Linked DNA regions of Triticum aestivum: region 1 is linked to region 2. The links are chromatin contacts, called in public Hi-C maps. All regions are on one chromosome and are shown on one strand. Each heading gives the region's core, a stretch centred on a gene start, on an enhancer-like site or on the middle of the called end of the contact. The rest is flanking DNA. Distances are from core to core; before and after follow the strand shown.

Evidence for each region. A called contact is a pair of places that touch in the nucleus more often than the background predicts.
Region 1: a Hi-C map of leaf shows a contact between it and region 2, with 2.3 times the contacts expected there. The contact joins the promoter of LOC123096043 here to the promoter of LOC123096041 in region 2. A contact is called at or near these places in 2 of 5 Hi-C or Micro-C datasets (both in leaf).

The regions. Positions count from the first base shown.
Region 1 is chr4D:41,796,481-41,800,650 of IWGSC CS RefSeq v2.1, reverse strand. LOC123096043 (CBS domain-containing protein CBSX3, mitochondrial) reads left to right here and starts at 2,011. Exons shown (of 6, transcript XM_044517626.1): 1 at 2,011-2,258; 2 at 4,082-4,170. The coding sequence starts at 4,088.
Region 2 is chr4D:41,651,672-41,655,489 of IWGSC CS RefSeq v2.1, reverse strand. LOC123096041 reads right to left here and starts at 2,387. Exons shown (of 1, transcript XM_044517625.1): 1 at 1,204-2,387. The coding sequence starts at 2,221. The coding sequence ends at 1,505.

The DNA of each region.
Region 1 (4,170 bases), core at 762-3,261, 150 kb before region 2:
CTATGACCCCCGGGTCTATTTTCCATCATATTAATCTCACGTCAACAAGTTATTCCTAGCGTCGTTTTTATTTTACTTTCTTTACTTTGCATCTTTATCGTAAAAATACCAAAAAAATTATCTTATCATATCTATCAGATCTCACTCTCGTAAGTGACCGTGTAGGGATTGACAACCCCTTATCGCGTTGGTTGTGAGGATTAATTTGTTTGTGTAGGTGCGAGGGACTCGTGCGTGGTCTCCTACTGGATTGATACCTTGGTTCTCAAAAACTGAGGGAAATACTTACGCTACTTTGCTGCATCACCCTTTCCTCTTCAAGAGAAAACCAACGCAGTGCTCAAGAGGTAGCAATCATCCATACATAACATGCAAATAAGTCTAGTACAACAATAATTCAAATTCAATGAGAAATAGTTCAAATTCAACGAGATAAACCAGATGTTCAACAAGTTTTTCATGGATGAATCATGTTGTCCCACATGGCTACGGACGGATCCTGGGTGGACGGTGCCGTAGTGGTGACCAAAGAGGTACATCAGCGGCATCGAAGGAGAAGTGGAAGAGAATGGAACTGAGAGGGGGATTTGAGTGGGCCGGGGTGTCGGAGTCCTACGTGGCGACGGTCTAGACTTTCGTAAAGCCCCCCTCTCAGTTTGCTTCCAATTTGAGGGAAAAAGCGTGTCCGGACGGGTTGGTAGACCGATACAGGTCCATCTTGGATGACAAAACACTTTCTGAACGCTTGGTCTGGACTGATGCTGGCGCTTTGAGGGTCGGTGTGCAGACGCCCTTAGAGCATCTCTAGCAGATGTGCTAAATCCCCTCCCCGCAAAATCGATTTATGGTTCGCCCTAAATCGATTTTGTGGGCAGTTTATCTCCGACGCAGAACAGATGCCGGATATGATACCGTAAATTTCAAAACTTCAACTAAAACAAGTTACCGCTAAAATAGAAAGTCCGAACCTCACCGGAGTTCATCACAAACAAACTAAACTAAACTTTAAAACTAGAAACGACGGAGGGCCGTCGGCGGCTCACGGCTTCACGCCGAGGTAGAACTCGCAGTCGGGGCGGTAGAGGCTGTAGGCGAGCTCGTACTCTGCGTCCGCCTCGAAGCGTGCGGCTGCGCCCTCTTCGCCGGCCTCCAACACCTTCTTCGACTCGAAGCGCGCGACCTCCGCCTCACGGAGCTTCTTCGTCGATGACTAGAGCGCCTCGTGGATCTCGTCGAAGCGATGCCACGCGTGGTTCCCGCCGTTGCGCGCATGCGCCGAGCGCCATGGCTCGACGGCAGGACGGTTGGAGGGGGGAGGGGGGCGACTGGATGAGCTTGCGACAACTAAGAATAGACGGTGGCAAACGGGAAGAGGATTGTGGCAGAGGGGGGTGGAATCGATCTGAGACGGGAACCCTAAAACAACGCCCCCCCCCCCCCCCGGTACACGGCGGAGGGGGCGGTATGCTGGCCGCCCGTATAATTTTTACGAGCCAATGCAAATATACAACATCTATTTCGGCCCGGAAACGCTAAAGAACCCACAAATTTATGGACCGACAGCGGGATAGCACATATGCTAGAGATGCTCTTATACTATCTCCGTCTTGATTTATTAGTCACCTCGTATTCAGAATTACATTTTGATTACGATTTTAACTAATAAAATATAAGCTATACATAACAAAAACAATATTATAGGAAACTATATTCAAGTACGAATCCAATGAAAATGATATGCATTAACATTTTATTATTTAAATCTATAATCAACATTTGACACAAAATACAAAAGGGATCAATAAACCGGGAGTTAGTGCTACTTGGCTAACAAATTAAGCGATAGTCTTTTTGCCACCGAAATAAAGTGAGATTGTTGGCAAAAGAAACGGAGAAACGGAGAAGTGCATACGAGTCCGTGTGCATCCTGTCATTTCTGGCACGCCCCAGTTGCGTGATTGTTTACAAGAAACTGAGCAGAGTAGAGTACCAGCTGGAGAACCGAAAGTCCAAAACAAAAGGTTAAACAAAAGAGAATGGAACCAAAAGTGCAGGGCAAACAGGGCCGTGTGGATAAGACCGAGTGCCCTCACATGCCTCCACCACCTCACCGCGAGAGCAGCGGAGTGTCGCTTTAATTAGCGCTCGTCACCCCCCACCATTGCCTCCCAGCATCACAAGTGTCCCTCCCCCATCTTCTTCCTCCCCGCAACTCGCTGCTCCTCCCAGAACCGAAGCTCAGTCCCGCGGCCACGCAGGTAAAGCGGCCTCTCCTCCTCCCCCTTCCTCCGGTCCAACCAAATCCATGCGATGGGTCGATCCGTAGTACTAGCTGCCTAGTTCATGACCGATCTGTGGAGGTATTAGTTCTGAAAGAAATGCGTCTACAGTGCGTGCTGTCATCTTGAAGCGAGCAGAAGGGTCAGATGAGTGTGCTCCCGGCGTTGTTCCTCTAGGTTTCTCCACGATCTGTTGTTTTTCATCTCATTCTGCTACCCGGCTACTGTTCACCTTAGATTTAGCAGAGGAAAGAGACGCTGAAAGGAGGCGGAAAGCCGTGACCGGAAAGTACGTTTCATTCTTTCTGTGATTTCTTCTGTTGCGCTTGATCTGTTTCCTTTCCTGGTTTCCTTAGTTTTGTCTGTCCAGATTAGCGAGTGTTTCATTTCATAATCAGTTCGTGGTTGCACAAGTAGAAGAAATACAAGTTATTTGGTTCTAGGATTCCTTCAAGGCATGCGTGTCCCTCTTGTTTTGTGGTGCGTGATCCGGTTGTTCGTTCGGTTCTTGAGCCGGGAGCGAGTCCATAGCGCCGAATCGAGCACCTTGGGAGTGCATATAGCTCAGTGTTCCGGGTGAAAGGCGTCAGTTGGATTCCCTCTTCGTTGGTGATTCCTTATTTCTTTGATTGTGACATGAATAAATGCTCCTAGTTTGCTAAACTCTGAAACGTCCTGCCAGAGACATATAAAGATGTTGCGTTAACACATCACATCAAGTAGGGTGGGTGGACATATTGATAGTGGGTTCTCTAAAGTATATATAAGTCCAAATGAAATTGATTAGTGGGCAGGACATGCTACGTGGCTATGCTGACGTGCCGGGTTCAGTTCTAACAGATGATTCAACAAAAGAAAAATTGAGGACTAATTCGACCGATTTTTCTGTGCATAAATCACTTTTCTCCGGTATTAGTGGCTAGTGTACAAAATGATAGATAAGCTCGGCATCCTTTTCACGGCATAAGCACACTAGGAAGTAGGAACTAGCTCTAATTTGATGTGGTGCTTCCTGTAGGATGGAGATAGGTTTGTTTGTTTATGTTGAATGGTGAGCACAGCTACATTATTGAGCAAATGCTTCCACTTATCCACTCTTTCACATTTTTTTATTCTCTGTTATAGTCAACTGCCATCGTATGGTTATGAACTAGTCTCTTTGCTTTGTCTGACAGCATCCTTAGTTTTAGCCAATCCCACATATTGAAGTCATGTAATTGTTCACCTTCCTCCTGTGCTGTAATTTTCTTACCATGTACTCCCTCCGTTCCATAATATAAGAGCGTTTTTGACATTAACACTCTTATATTATGGGACGGAGGGAGTACTTTGGTTCTGGCCCCGGTTCCGAGAAGGCAAATTACCTAATCCAAAAAACTTGTGAACTTGGGAAAAACTTGCTTTTAGCCTTGGTTCATTTTAGTGCAAACTTCCGCAGTTGAGTTACATGTCATTACTAAAGTCCCATCTTTTTCCTCATATGTACTTCACCTCCTTTTCACATTCTATTCAGTTTAGTGTTTCCCAACATCGTGTGCTGCGTGTCTAATAGCTCATCTTCTTGAAAGAATCAGTTTATGATATTATTTACTAGTCATTTTTGGGATTGAATTTTTCGGTCGTATAGAGATACTGTTTGGTCTATATTATTCAATTTTTTCACTGTACTTTGAAAAACTGTCTATAACATCTTCATTCTAACTAGGAAAGTACTACTCTTTCTAATATCGAAGAAGTCACAAGTCAATTGTCCCCTTGGTTAGAAATGAAGTAATTGTTTCTTTATGTATGATTTGACACAGAACAAAATGCAGCGAGCAATTCAAGCTATCGGATCACATGGCAGTGTGCTCAAATCTGCTGTCCTGCAACACATCAGTGTTGTGAAGCC
Region 2 (3,818 bases), core at 1,138-3,637:
GCCCTCCTCGCTGCCTTGCACCTCGTCGTCGGAGGTGACGATGACCTCCCTGCCATTGTCGGCGAATATCGCCCGCTCCGCCTCCACGAGCTCCGGGTGCTGGCGGCAGAGGTCCTCCATGTACGCCTCGTCGACGGCCTCCGCCACGAGGCGCTCCCTTGCCTCTTGGTTTTCCCGAGCCATCGCTGCGCTCACCACCCCCGGCTTCGGCAAGACGAGGTGGATCGGCGCCGTCCCGAAGGGGAAGTTGAGCCTTGCCTCGCGGCCATGGAACCGAACCTGCCACCGGTCGTATTCCGTGGCCGCGAGCTCCACCGTGTGGAACGACCCGACCCACTTCCTCTTGTGGGTCTCCTGGTCGGTGATCTCCACCAACCATGTCAGCGATGTCAGACGCCGAGGTAGGTCCTCCGCGACGGCCACCTGCAGCAGCGGAGGGAGCTGCGGGAAGTCGGCGAATCGGGTTGGGGTGGGCGGATCGGACGAGCGGCGGCGGCTCGAGGATGCGCCGCAAGACGACGACCCTCGAGCGTGGCGGCGTGGATCCGCGGTGGGGACCTCCAGCCACCTCATCCGGCCATTGGGAAGAGAAGGGGCAGTTGGGAAGGGTAGGGGACGTGCTGGCAGCAGGGAGAGGGGAAGAAGAGGAGGCAGAGAAAGGAAGATAGGAGGAGATTTTCTTACTCGGCCGCCGAGCGATGAAATAAATATAGGAAGATTTGCGGCGGCCAAGTAAATTTTATATTCCACTATGATCTACAGCGATCGGTTAGGTTCCGGTCTCCTCTAACCGGTTATTGGAAATCAGTTAGAAATGCCCTAATCAATTTCTAACTAATCATGTTTTTGAGAAGTGTCGTAATCATGTTAATCATGTCGTCGTCATCATTGGACCGGACGCGACCTACTGCGAACGCTGTAGCATGAAAAGGATCCGGAATGGGCCCGGCAATCCACGTTCGTGCCATTAATTATGTCTCACACTCTTCATCAGCAAATCCTACTCCACTTTAAATTACTCGAGGAGACGTACCGAGTCTCAGTTGCCGCCGACGGCAGCCTACTCGCATCGGAATATTCGAGCCGTCACTGAGACGCATTGCCGTCGTGATCGCATTCTGTTCGATCATCCATGGCATAACTGAGACGCATCAATCAAGTAACTAACTAACTTCAGTCGCACCGAACCAAGAACAAGTAGAATTTCATGATCAATAGTTCCTTTTCAATTCATAATCAAGCAATACAATCAGTAATCTGTACATGTTCAAACGCGGGCGGGGTTCGCGATTCCAATTACTCGATCACGATACGCCCATATCGCGCCAAGGGGAAAAGCTAGAGCGGAAAGCAAGAAAAGAATCATCGATCAATGGGGTTCTTGCTTGCTTCCCGATGAATCTTCATGCTTCGATCGGTCCGTTCTTCCCAGCCGAACCGGAGGCAATCGCATCAATGGCGGAGGTCTATGCTAGTAGTGGTACATCGGTGGCGGAGGCGGCGGCTATCGTCGGTGGTTGCCGGAGAGGCGGTTGAGCCAGGCGTTGCGGAGCTGGAGCTCGAGGGGCTCGCCGAAGCACTGCGCGCGGGCGAGGCAGAAGTGGGTGCAGAAGCCGGAGGGCGAGCGGACGCGGCAGGTGTCGAGGACGTAGCAGGCGGCGCACTCCATCCCGCGGGCCTGCACCACCAGGCCCCACACCTGGCGCGCCGCCTCGGCGCCGTCCTCCACCGCCGCGGCGGCCACCTGCTCGACCAGGATGATGCCGTCGGGCCGGCGCTGGCCGCCCGGGCCCCAGCGGCGCCGCACGTCGGGCCAGGCCTCCGCCGAGGCCGGCTCGCGCCGCACCGTGACGCCCTCCCGCCCGTCGCTGAACAGGTGCACCAGGAACGGCGCCTCCCCGACGTGCCGCACGATCTCCGCGATCGACTCCCGCATCCACCCCTCCACCCTCTCCTCCCCGACCACTTCCTCCACCTCCTCGCCGTCGCCCCCGATCACGGCCTCCAGCAGCCCCGCCTCATCCCGCCCCTCCCGCCGGAGCTCCAGCCCCCGGTACGGCGCGTCCGCGACCGCGGCCCGCAGCGGGCGCACGGACGACGCCCGCCGCGGCAGGGCCGGCAGGAAGGACGACCGCTGCACCGCCCGACGCGGCGAGAGCCCCACCGACGACGCCGACGCCGGGCCGCACCCCCGCACGGAGGTTGCCGCCGCTGCCGCCATCGACCGGCGCGCGACCTCCTCTTCGCGCGAGCGACGCCCTTCGGTCTGACGGACGGACGGCTCCGGGGATCGGTCGGTGGTAAATAGATGACGACGATGGCAGCTGCACTCGACGGGGCGGGCTCGCGCTTTGCGGCGGCGTCAAGCGTGAGTTGCGCGTACAAATAGGTCCGAGATGGAGGAAGGGGAAGCCTGCACGGTAGAGGATTCCGAGCCGTAACGACTTGCCTGCCTCGCTTCACACGCTTCCGCCCCCGTGGCGTCCGACGTGGACGCTGTTTTGGGATCCGCTGCGCCGAGATCGTGTCTGTGGGCATCCCTGCGGGGTGACACTGGTGTGTGATTGGCTGGGATCCGTGTTTGGTGTGGTGGTGGGGGATGGGAGCGTGGGGCGCGAGCCGGGGCACGCTCCGGCACGCAGCGGGCGCGAGGCGGGAAGGGGGTTTGCCCGCGGGGGTGGGGGGCCAGGTCGGCGCCGGGCGACACGTCGGATGCGCCGTGTGCGGCTGTGCGCCTCGCGACGTGCGTGACGAGGCCTCGTGGGCCTGGGAGGTCGGTGGTCGCCCGCGCGCGTCTCGTTTCCCTCGTGATTCCGGTGCCACCGCGTCGTGCTCTCTCCAGGCGTGCGCGGACCCGGCTGGCCCACGTGAGGCACGGGCTCTCTCGCGTCGCGTTTCCATTTTCCATTTTTATTGACGTGTTCATTTTGCAATCGGACGTGCGGTTTCCATGTCGATGCGCCCAGTGAAGGACTGGTGCAAAAGTTCGAGGAAGCACTTGTTTTGTATGCGTGATGGTCCAACAAACTTCTGCCAAAGACGAATTAACCAAGACCCCTATTTTGGTCATTTTGAAAGGGGGCTGCACCACGTTGAATCGACAATCCAGCCATGGACGCACGTTATTACTCCCTCTGTAGCAGTGATCTAAACGCAACGCGGAGGCTAGTATCGTGTCGCCCGTATGCAATTTTTAATCTTCCTTTTTTTGCGGGAAACAATTTTTAATCTTCAACAGACCGCTTGCAATTGAATAAAAATACTAGTACTATATTTATCAATGCGATTTTATTTTTCATAATTTGTAACCGGCGAACATTGCGACTTTAACACACCCGATGTCATCTGAAGCTTGCTATGCTTATGGTCGCCGTGCCCATTTGGTAGAAATACATGAAATGAATTAGCTACTGTTATGTATTACTCCGTCCTAAAATTCTTATCTTAGATTAGTCTAGATACGGATGTATGTAATACTAAAACATGACTTGATACATCCGTATTTAGACAAATCTAAGACAAGAATTTTGGGACGGAGGGAGTACTTCCTTCGTCCGGAATTAGTTGTTGTTCAAAGGCTGTATCTAGACATTTTGAAGGAAGTATGATACAAATACAAGGACATGTTGCTCTCACATATGTCAGTCCTATCTTGTTTCTTTAATTCTTCTAACTACACTATAGAGGCATTGAGTCTTTCGTCAAAAAAAAAACTATAGAGGCATTGAGGTTGCAGCCCGGTCGTGCTCATGATGATTTTAATTAAAGTTATTCTGTTGAGTTTGTTGCCCTTACTTATAATTATTACAAGAAAGAAA